Linked DNA regions of Mus musculus: region 2 is linked to region 1. Evidence: chromatin contacts called from public Hi-C data. All regions are on one chromosome and are shown on one strand. Each heading gives the region's core, a stretch centred on a gene start, on an enhancer-like site or on the middle of the called end of the contact. The rest is flanking DNA. Distances are from core to core; before and after follow the strand shown. Region 1 holds the start of Fam13a (family with sequence similarity 13, member A). Region 2 has its middle 4.0 kb from the start of Gm22367.

Region 1 (4,774 bases), core at 2,227-4,726:
GGGAAGTTAATCCAACAAATCAAAGTACTGCCCTGAAAGCTGACTTGGTGAAGGTCTCCATAAAGCCTTTGTATCTGGGCCTGTTGTGGTGCGTCTCTCTCAGGAAATATTTTGGTAGAGATCCATAACTACTTGTCGCAGGGAAAGCAACACTGATCGTAGGTGAATCTCTCAAAGAGCTGAGCTGTCTGCTGACTTGGGATCTGATAAAAATGCAACCACATTAGTCACCAAAGGTGAAAATCTCACTTTCTTTTCAATTCTTACTCCCCTCATATTATTGATCTCAAAGACCCTTACAGACAGGGAAGACCATAAAGTGTTGTTTTATCATGAACTGTAAGAATGATATAAATATTTTAGAATCTTTAAACAAAACTAGGGAAGAGGGTGCAGAGGATTGGCCTTCAGTTGTCAGCTCCCAATCACGTGTAACTCGAGTCCCAGGGGATCCAATGTTGTTTTGTTTTGTTTTTTGACCTGCAAAGGTTCATGCATACCTCTGTCTGTCAAAAAATTAAAATATAAATATAAATCTTTAAAAAATAAAAATGTGAGACAATTTGAATTTTTTTCTTTTTAGGACCTAATAAGACTTCATTTTTAATTTAGGTCATTTGAAATGAAGTGTAAGAAATGAGAATTTTACAAAGGGACAGAATTTGAACACTCAATCTCTACAAAGCTTTCACTGAAGCCCACGCATGTCTGAGTCAAGCCTATGCTGGAAACTCCACAGAAAAAAGAAGATTGGAAAGAGGACCAAGGTGCGTTAAATCATTCTCACTCTTTAACTTGGTGTGCATTCTCATCTCAGTTATAAATCGGGGGTATTAAAATATCTTCTACGCCTTCGGAAGGGATGCAAAGGAAGGCTAAAAAGTCACCTATGAAAATTATAACTTAGGTAGACATTATTACAGTACAAGTGTACCCTCTAATAACATCAGACACGTAGATGAGGTTGAATAAAACACAGGGTGAAACATATCCATCGAGGTGCATCTGTTATTACTCTAATCTTGCTGTGTATTACAGAATTTACCGCATGGCATTGCAATTGCCTGGTGATGTTTCTGCGTCCTCACTAGTGTGGGACAGCAGAACTTGTGTCTTAATTTCCTTACTGGCAGGGCAGTAGTGTTTGATCAAGGAGAAAACATTAAACAATGTTGTAAGTTTTGTTTGAACAGGCAAAACTGAAAAGAATACCTCCCATAAGGCCATAATATTAAATATGCTATGTGCCAATGTTAGGCAGCATAGTGTCAGATTACTACATGGACCAGCTGTCAATAGATTTCTACAAGCTATAATCATTAACTAGAATTCACACCAGTATTTTCAATGCACTATTCACCATGAATTGCTTTACTTCTTGTTTAAAGCTAATATTTTACCTATTTATTTCAATTCAGTTTCAAGCACTCTGGCACTGAAACCTTGCACGAGTCTATAAACTCTCTCCTTTGGGAGCTTGAGGATGGGATCCTCAGCAATGGGGATCATTTCTATAACAAACATGGAGAACAACAGCCAAAGACATTGGCCTGAGATCTGAAGAGAGACACCCTGCAAGATCATGAGCGATTCGGCATAAACACTTAGACTCACAAGGGACCTCTGTGCAGAAAGCCTCATCATACACACCTGGCCGTTGTCTTCAAGAAGTGTATAATCAAAAGCAGAAATAAACTGCAAGTGAAGATTGCCAGGGGATCAATCATCCCTGCCATGGGGCTTGGAAGTAAGGGGACATTGAGTGCACAGTGAGCTGGTGAGGAGTGACCAGAGAGACAAAAGTCATGACTCAGCATTCTGCAATGCACACTGAGATTTCTAGTTTCACTATAGCGACCAACAATGTAAAATAGTTTTCAGGAACTCACATGGTCATTTTTGCTCTACATAGCAGGCATTCTATTTTTGTGTAGCTACAACAGGGCTTAGTAATGGCCAATACTTTTTATCTAAAACATGACCTGCTTAGAGATCTTGAGGACCGACATCATTGGAAGGACAAAAGTTCCCAACCTAACAATTAGATATTAAAACTCCAAAAAGTGTACATTAGTTTTGTTCTCTTAGAAATTTCAAGCATGGGGACTTTTCCACCAAATCAATGTAGAATTATAGATTACTCTACACAGCACTTTCTTCTACATTAAGTATCAATTCTCTGATAAGGTACTCTGAACACCACATCAAGTTCCTATTACAGTGGACATGTCAGGACAGCAAAAGAAAAACAACCACACTGGCTCTCACCACAGCCAGCCTGAAGGAATCTCTTTACCAAAAATGATACACTTTTAAAATCATATTTCTGTTGCTAAAGCACAAACAAAATATACATGGGATTGTTTCTTTTCAGTAAATTCATTTCATCTAAGTATTTTCAATAAATTGCCATTACTGTCTGATTTTTGACAATACCATTTTCCATAGAAAACTGTAAATGAAACATATATATGAAGTCAAATGTCACTATCACTAAGTAATTGCAATTCAGATGTAACCATATGATTAGCACAAGTCAGTTTTTAAACTATGAACTGTGACCTTGGGCGGCTCAGACTTTCTGTGGGGACAGGACTCAGTGATTTCTGTAGTGGCTTTAACACACAGCACTCAGCACTCGGGTCTACTTCACCAGCAGTGTGCTTCCTAACAGCCAGGGCTATGTACAGTTAGTTACCTTTATTTATTTCTATAGGACTCAGAGAGACACCCCACCCCCTGCCCCCATCACAGTCCTCAAAAGCAAAGCCAGAACCCTGTGCTCTATCACTCTTACACAGCATTTTTTTTTTCCTTTTTGGTTTTTGTTTTTGTTTTGTTATTTTTTTCCAAGCGTCATTTGGGTAACCAATCTACCTAGAATTATTCAAGGAAAAACATTGTTCTCAACCTTTATTCCGATAACTACAATATACTTGAAGAAAGTCCTTGCCTAGAGAGCAGAGAATCAGATCCATCTATGAGCTCTAACAGCCTGGAGACCCAGGAAGCCCATTCAGTTTGCTTTGCTTCGGTTTGCAGAGGTATTGTCTTAAATACACTTCCCTTAAAAGAAGGTATAGCTGAACCCAATAATCATGAGCAACTACACAAAAGTGTCAGTGAAAGAGAAGTGCGCTATTTAAATGTTTCTATCTGGTCTGAGGAAAGAGCACTGTGCAGAACAGACTGCAAGGTTTGCAGCCTGTTACTAATGATGCCGAGAGCACTGGCCAAGTACGCTGCCCAGAAAATACCAAACAGCATAAGAAGCAGAGAACACTACCTTCGCAGCGGCATGATTTCACAAGCCATCCTCGTGTGCGAATCTGCACGGGATCCCCGAGTGCCTTCCAGTCAAGCCCTGTGTGCAGGACCCGCGGAACACACAACCTGCTGCAGCTGACACTGCCTCTCCACCTCCAGCTGCAGGCAAGGATATTTATCGGCTGCCTCCACATTTACACTGCAGTCCACTTTGACCTTTTGTTCCAGCGAAGCAGCTGAAACCCAGAGCCAATCAGAGGCGGAGCAGTGGAGTGTGAAAGGCTGCTCCTCCTCCTGATCCTCCTCCCGCTTCTCCCGCTCCTCCTTCTGTCCCCACCCCACTTTGCTCTGCTCGCTGCTTAGTGGGCTTGGCAAGCCCCAGCAACCTGAAACTTTCCTCTGAGAGGTTCCAGACAAGTCTGTCAGTCTGTGAAGAGCAACCAATAACTGCAGAGGAGCCCAATCCTGCATGGCTCAAAGTGCAAGAAAAGCCAGCAAGGAAATGCAGTGTCAAGGACAGACAGCGTCCCTTAAGGTCCCGTTTCTTTGAGGCCCAAGTTGGACTGCACCTTGTTTTTTTCTAAAATAAATAAACAAATAAAAACTACCCAAACAGTAGCCAGAGAAAGCTTTTCCAGATTGTTCTAGGCTTTTCCTGACGAAATACCTGAACCCTTGCCCTACCCACAGTTTCTTCCCCAGATACTTATTTACACTAGGTTGTGAGCAGTTCCTGGTGACATCACTCAAGGGGAAGAGGACAAGGTGCCCTAACTGGATTCAGGTCTTCAGGAGATCAAAACATCTACTGGTGTGGCCCTTCTGTTTGTTGTTTTTACATTCTACCCAAAATGTCAACTGCACTTGGAAGAGATTTGTTTCTTATTATATATTCTTATATTTTACAAAACCAATTTTTCCAATAAGATTTTCTAAGTGCTTGTAAATGATCTTTTATTATTTTGTATCTCACATATGTGTGTGTGTGTGTGTGTGTGTGTGTGTGTGTGTTTGCCTGCATCTGCATGGCATGTGTGACTGTTGCCTAAGGGGGCCAGAAGAGGGCATTGAATCCTCTGGAACTAGAGTTACAGATGGCTAAGTGGCCATGCTGGGAACCAAACCTGGGTCCTCCAGAAGAGCAGCCAGTTCTCCAGCCCCTGTAATTTCTTCAGGGCCACTCACTATTTCTAGGGAAGTAATTGTAGTTCACAGGCTTCATACAATGCAAGAAACACATCTTGTACAATTTATTTCATATTATGCAAATTTAATAAGTTCTAACACAGCCTACTTTCGCATTAACCTGATACAAGCTAGAGTTACATAGAAGGAAAGAATCTCAATTGAGAATAGCTTTTAAGACCTTTTTCTTAATTAGTAACTGGACGGGGAGGGCCATTGTGGATGGTGCCACCCTGGGCTGGTGGTCCTGTGTTCTATAACAAATCGAGGTAAGCATGTCACGATGAGCAGGCCAGTAAGCAGCATTGGTCCACAGGTTCTG
Region 2 (4,720 bases), core at 311-2,810, 78 kb after region 1:
CCTGAGTGCCTTCAACCATAGGCTACAGAGCCTTGCAGCTCACCTTGGATTTTAAAGATGGTTTTCACATCTCTCTGTTTTTGTATTGCTAAAAGTATGCCCAGAGAATCCTTATAATTAGGGCACTTGATCTTTCTCAAACAAAGGAGACAAGAGCGTCTTCCAGGGGAGAAGAACATTTCCAGAAAGGATTATTTAGGTCAGAAGTCAGTGCTGTGCTGAGGAGCCAGAAGTCTGTTCTTGTTATATGACTACCCTGAAGTTAAGAGCAGAAGGTGATGAAGAAAAGGTAGAGCATCCCTGAACAACTCATCTGTATGCTCCCACGCTATCCTATCAACTTCCTTTTGCAGACAGCTCACCTTCTTGACTGCTGAGAAACCATGAGTTAATTGGTACCATACTGTTCTGTTTATGGTCAGGCTTCTCTAGATATTTCTTCAGATAATTGAGCAAACCACTGAAATGAGTTAATTCCCCAACTTAGGAAAAACAAAAAACAAAAAACAGGCATTTGTTTCCACAAATTAAGTACATAAGTCTTAGTTTCATATTAAAACAATATTTATGAAAACAATATTCCAAGTTACAAGAAAGGTGCACAGATAGATTTTGGGCAGATTTATAACTTTTATTTCACAATAAAGAGGAATGATAATTTTGTGTTTATTTCTCAAGAACGTTTAGCCCCACTTCTGAATAACCATGAACTTAGATTTGTTTTCCAAATGTGATTCTGATCATTCTTCCTTTGAATTTTGATAGAAAAATAGAATAAATATTATGGGCAATAAAGCCAAGGGGAAATGATGGAGTTCTTTCACTTCCTTTGTAACTTTTACCTTGGAGTCTCATTTCTTTCATAAAACCCAGTCATCTAGATTATGGTCTTCCTTTCCCAAGTTTATAGTAAGATTAATCATGATCTTTCAAATGAATTTCAGTCTATATATTTTACAATATAACTAAAATTTGTTGGCATCATGCTCATTTACTTCTAAAGGCAACAGTATATTATTATGATAAAATGTTCCTAAGTTCAAATGCAGTGTATTACAATGCTAAGGCCTGCACTCTAATCACCTCAACATCACATGCTTCATCTCTTACACAGCATCTTAACCACTAAGCTGTAAAACTGTAGCATTTTCAAGTCCAAAGGCTCTTTTGTTGCTTGCTTGTTTGTTTAAATCAATAAGTATATCACTTAAAGGTTAAAATCAAGGGATTTGGATTCTGAGTGACATGCCTAACATCACATAGAGACAGGACCAACATTGCTTTTATTTGTGTTGGGTCTGGTCCTGGCACCTGTTGAGAGCAGTATATTCCCAGACTCAGAAAGGCTCAGGGACTCCTTCTGGGATAGACAGCTGCCAAGACTCTCAGCTGCCACTGTTCTCATTACAGCCTTACACTAAGACCTAAGGGCACATTTCTGAAGTCTCCAAACAAGTACATGCTGTAGTGCTATGCTTTCTTTCAGTTACAACAGCTGTTTATGGTAGGCCACTTACTGTAAATAGTGAATGAGTCAATTCCCACTTCAGACTGACTGTGATGGGATAAACTATATCCATCAGGCCACGAAGGAGAACCAAATGATTAAACACACCCAATTTGACAAAAATTGGATAAAATAATTATGATTAGTTTTTGTACCCCCTTTTAAAATTATAGGTAAATAAACACTAGAACATGATAAAAAGAAACAAGGCAACATGTATAAACTGACAACGTGACTATTTCATGCATATAGGATGGTATGGTTAAGGGGAAAGTTTGAACTATAGATATTAGAGAGGGAAGAGACAGTGGCATCTGGGAAGAATCCAGAGCAGAAAGAGAAAGAAGTGGACTGAACACGGACAGCAGACTGGACATGTCCAATAGAGAAACAGGAACAGAGTAAAGAGAGAGGTAGGAACATAGAAAGACAGATCTGATAAGAGCAAGGGAAAGAGGGAGAGAGAGAGACAGAGACAGAGAAAGCGACAAAGAGAGACAGAGACACAGAGATACACAGAGAGAGACAGAGAGAGAGAGACAGAGACATAAAGAAAGATAGACTGACACATATACACACATATGCACACACACACACACAGACAGAGACCTAAAGAAAGATAGACTGACACATACACACACACACACACACACACACACACACACACACACACACATACACACACACACAGAGAGAGACCTTAAGAAAGATAGACAAATGCACACACATATACACACAGAGAGAGAGACAGAGAAAGACCTAAAGAAAGACAGACTTACACACACACACACACACACAGAGAGAGAGAGAGAGAGAGAAAGAGAGAGAGAGAGAGAGAGAGAGAGCAAGCAAGAAAGAGATATTGAGAAAGACAGGGTTATAAGGAGAATGAGTCTCCATGGGGAGGAAATATTGTGAGCTGGAGGGCGTTTGCTTAGGAGAGGAGGTAAAAATGAAAAGAACCACGAATCAGACTTTGAGGTGTGTTACAGATACTGAGGGAGCCTGGAGGCCAGTGTGCACTTTGGTGTGCTAATAGACAACAAAGATAGCCATTCATTCCCTCTGCTTTTTGGAATTTGGGGAAATGGAGTTTTCTTTGGATCCAGTAGCACCCAAAGACAGTCAGTAGGAACAGCTAGCATTTGTTTAAGACTGCCTCTGTTTATATATGTCTATTATTCTTCTTTAGGCACAAGTCAGAATTTCTGTACCACCAGAGCCAGAAGATCTGGATCTGGAAAGCATCTTTCTGAATTCTGTGGGTACTTACACACACACACACACACACACACACATACACACACACACACACACACACACACACACACATACACACACACATCACACACACACACACACACAAACACACACGGTGGTGCTGAAAAACGAAAAATAAAACTTAAAAATGTACATTTCAATATGTAATATTTGAAGACAAAATTGTATAGCTTTAAAACACTTTTGGACCTATACAATTTGATTAAAGAGACCTGTTAACTTTTGCCCACCTACAAAGTCACACACAATATTCACTGTAACATTATTCAGAAAGTTCTGAAAGTGGTAACAATTTTAATGTCCAAATAGAATCCCACAGTGAACATTATTCAAGTTTAATAAAAAAACGAAGAAGGAGTCAAGAACAAAAGAACACATATTGTTGGCTATTTATGTGTAATGTCAGGACAGGCAATTGCATATGACAGGATCAGTGGTTGCCTGGGGTCAGATGAAAGAGAGAACACAGGGTGACTGCTAATGGGTTTTGTCTGAATGAGGGCTTTTTCAGGACTGATAAAAATCTTCTGGGAATTAGATAATCATGATGGTTACACAACTTTCAGAATACACTAGTAACCAACGATCCATATACTTTAAAAGGGGGGGATTTTATGCTATATGGGACATACATTGTATATAAGTCTTTTATAAAGCTTTTCAACGTAAGTCCTGTATTCCCAGAGCAAAAAGATGAATCAAATTCTTCCATTAAAAGTCACTTCCTTGGAAAGCTTTTAAGTGGAATGTTCTGTTCTTTCAAGTGTTAAACTATATGTAGACATGAAATGTCATTTAGCAAATATTAATAGAATCCTGTTATGATGGTATTCCAATATTGGGCACTTGAGGATGGAGTGATAAATTGAAAATGAATCTATCAGGTCAGGTCTACTTACATTTATTTAAACAAATGGTTCTGCCAAAGCAAACCTTGTTTAAACAGACTGCATACTCTAGCGACTTCTGTGTAACAACCATTTGTAGAAGCCAGCTATGTCACAATCTTATGAAAACATAATTTAAAGACAAAATCAAGAAAGAAAAAATCTTGTTCTTTATGGCTCCATTGGCCTGTCTTACTTAGGGATATTATTGTTATGATGAAACACCACGACCAAAAGTTGAGGCTTATTTGGTTTACACTTCCATATCACTGTTTGTTATTGAAGGAAGTCAGGATGGGAACTTAAACAGGGCAGAAACCTGTAGGGAGGAGCTGATTCAGAGGCCAGGGAGGGGTGTTTCTTACTGGTTTGTTATTTGTTCAGACTGCTTTCTTTTAGAACTCAGGACTACCAGCCTGGGGATGGCATAACGCACAATGGGCTGAGTCTTCCCATGTCAATCACTAATTACAACAATGCCCTCCAGGCTTTCCTACAGCTCAATATTATGGAGGCATTTTGTTAATTGTGGTTCCCTCCTCTCAGATGACTTTAGGTTGTGTCAAGTTGACATAAAACTATTCAGCATATGGTCATACTATTCAACCACACATGATATTAAAACACAAAATGGTATTTTTTGTTCCCATATTCCTTATAAAAATTAACTTTAGATATATTAGTTTAGTTGTTTATTGTCTACTTCCCCTTGATCCTAGAGGACTTTGTCTGTCTTGTTTATGACAAACTCTATAGGATCAGAAGAGAGTCCTGCACGTCGTAGAAGCTTAATTGTTGACTGAATAAACTGAATTAATAATTAAGACCCATTTTTTATTTCCAAAATGTTTTATACATTCTTTTGATTTTAATTATCAATCAATAGGCTCATGCTTAATGATTCTTTTGTTGGATCTTAACCTCCTGAGTTTCCTTTTCCGTTCTCCATTATTCCATTCCCCTCACAAAAGCCCAGGCATGGATGAGTACTATACGGTTCCTTGTGTTGAAAATTGACTGGCTTCACATTAAGCATTTGCCCTTA

What was found. Hi-C and Micro-C count contacts between places; a contact is called where the count stands out from the background.
Region 2: a contact with region 1 is called in a Hi-C map of myocytes, with 2.8 times the contacts expected there. The contact joins the enhancer-like site here to the promoter of Fam13a in region 1. A contact is called at or near these places in 3 of 39 promoter capture datasets (3T3-L1-derived adipocytes, cranial neural crest and liver), 4 of 484 Hi-C or Micro-C datasets (liver, myocytes, nephron progenitors and 1 more), 1 of 115 datasets of contacts at active chromatin or transcription factors (embryonic stem cells) and 2 of 9 other capture datasets (adipose tissue and pancreatic islet).

What each region holds. Positions count from the first base shown.
Region 1 is chr6:59,021,026-59,025,799 of GRCm38.p6, forward strand. Fam13a (family with sequence similarity 13, member A) reads right to left here and starts at 3,477. Exons shown (of 18, transcript NM_153574.2): 1 at 3,287-3,477. The coding sequence starts at 3,315. It overlaps Gm52905 (a long non-coding RNA gene), which reads left to right. Exons shown (of 2, transcript XR_003956447.1): 1 at 1-767; 2 at 1,419-3,885.
Region 2 is chr6:59,100,896-59,105,615 of GRCm38.p6, forward strand. No RefSeq gene overlaps it. Among named protein-coding and RNA genes, the nearest start is that of Gm22367, 4.0 kb to the left of the region's middle. Within about 2 kb of position 1,561, at least 4 of the 459 cell types and tissues checked have an H3K27ac peak or open chromatin away from gene starts, as enhancers often do. A contact at or near this core is called in myocytes, where this site is marked.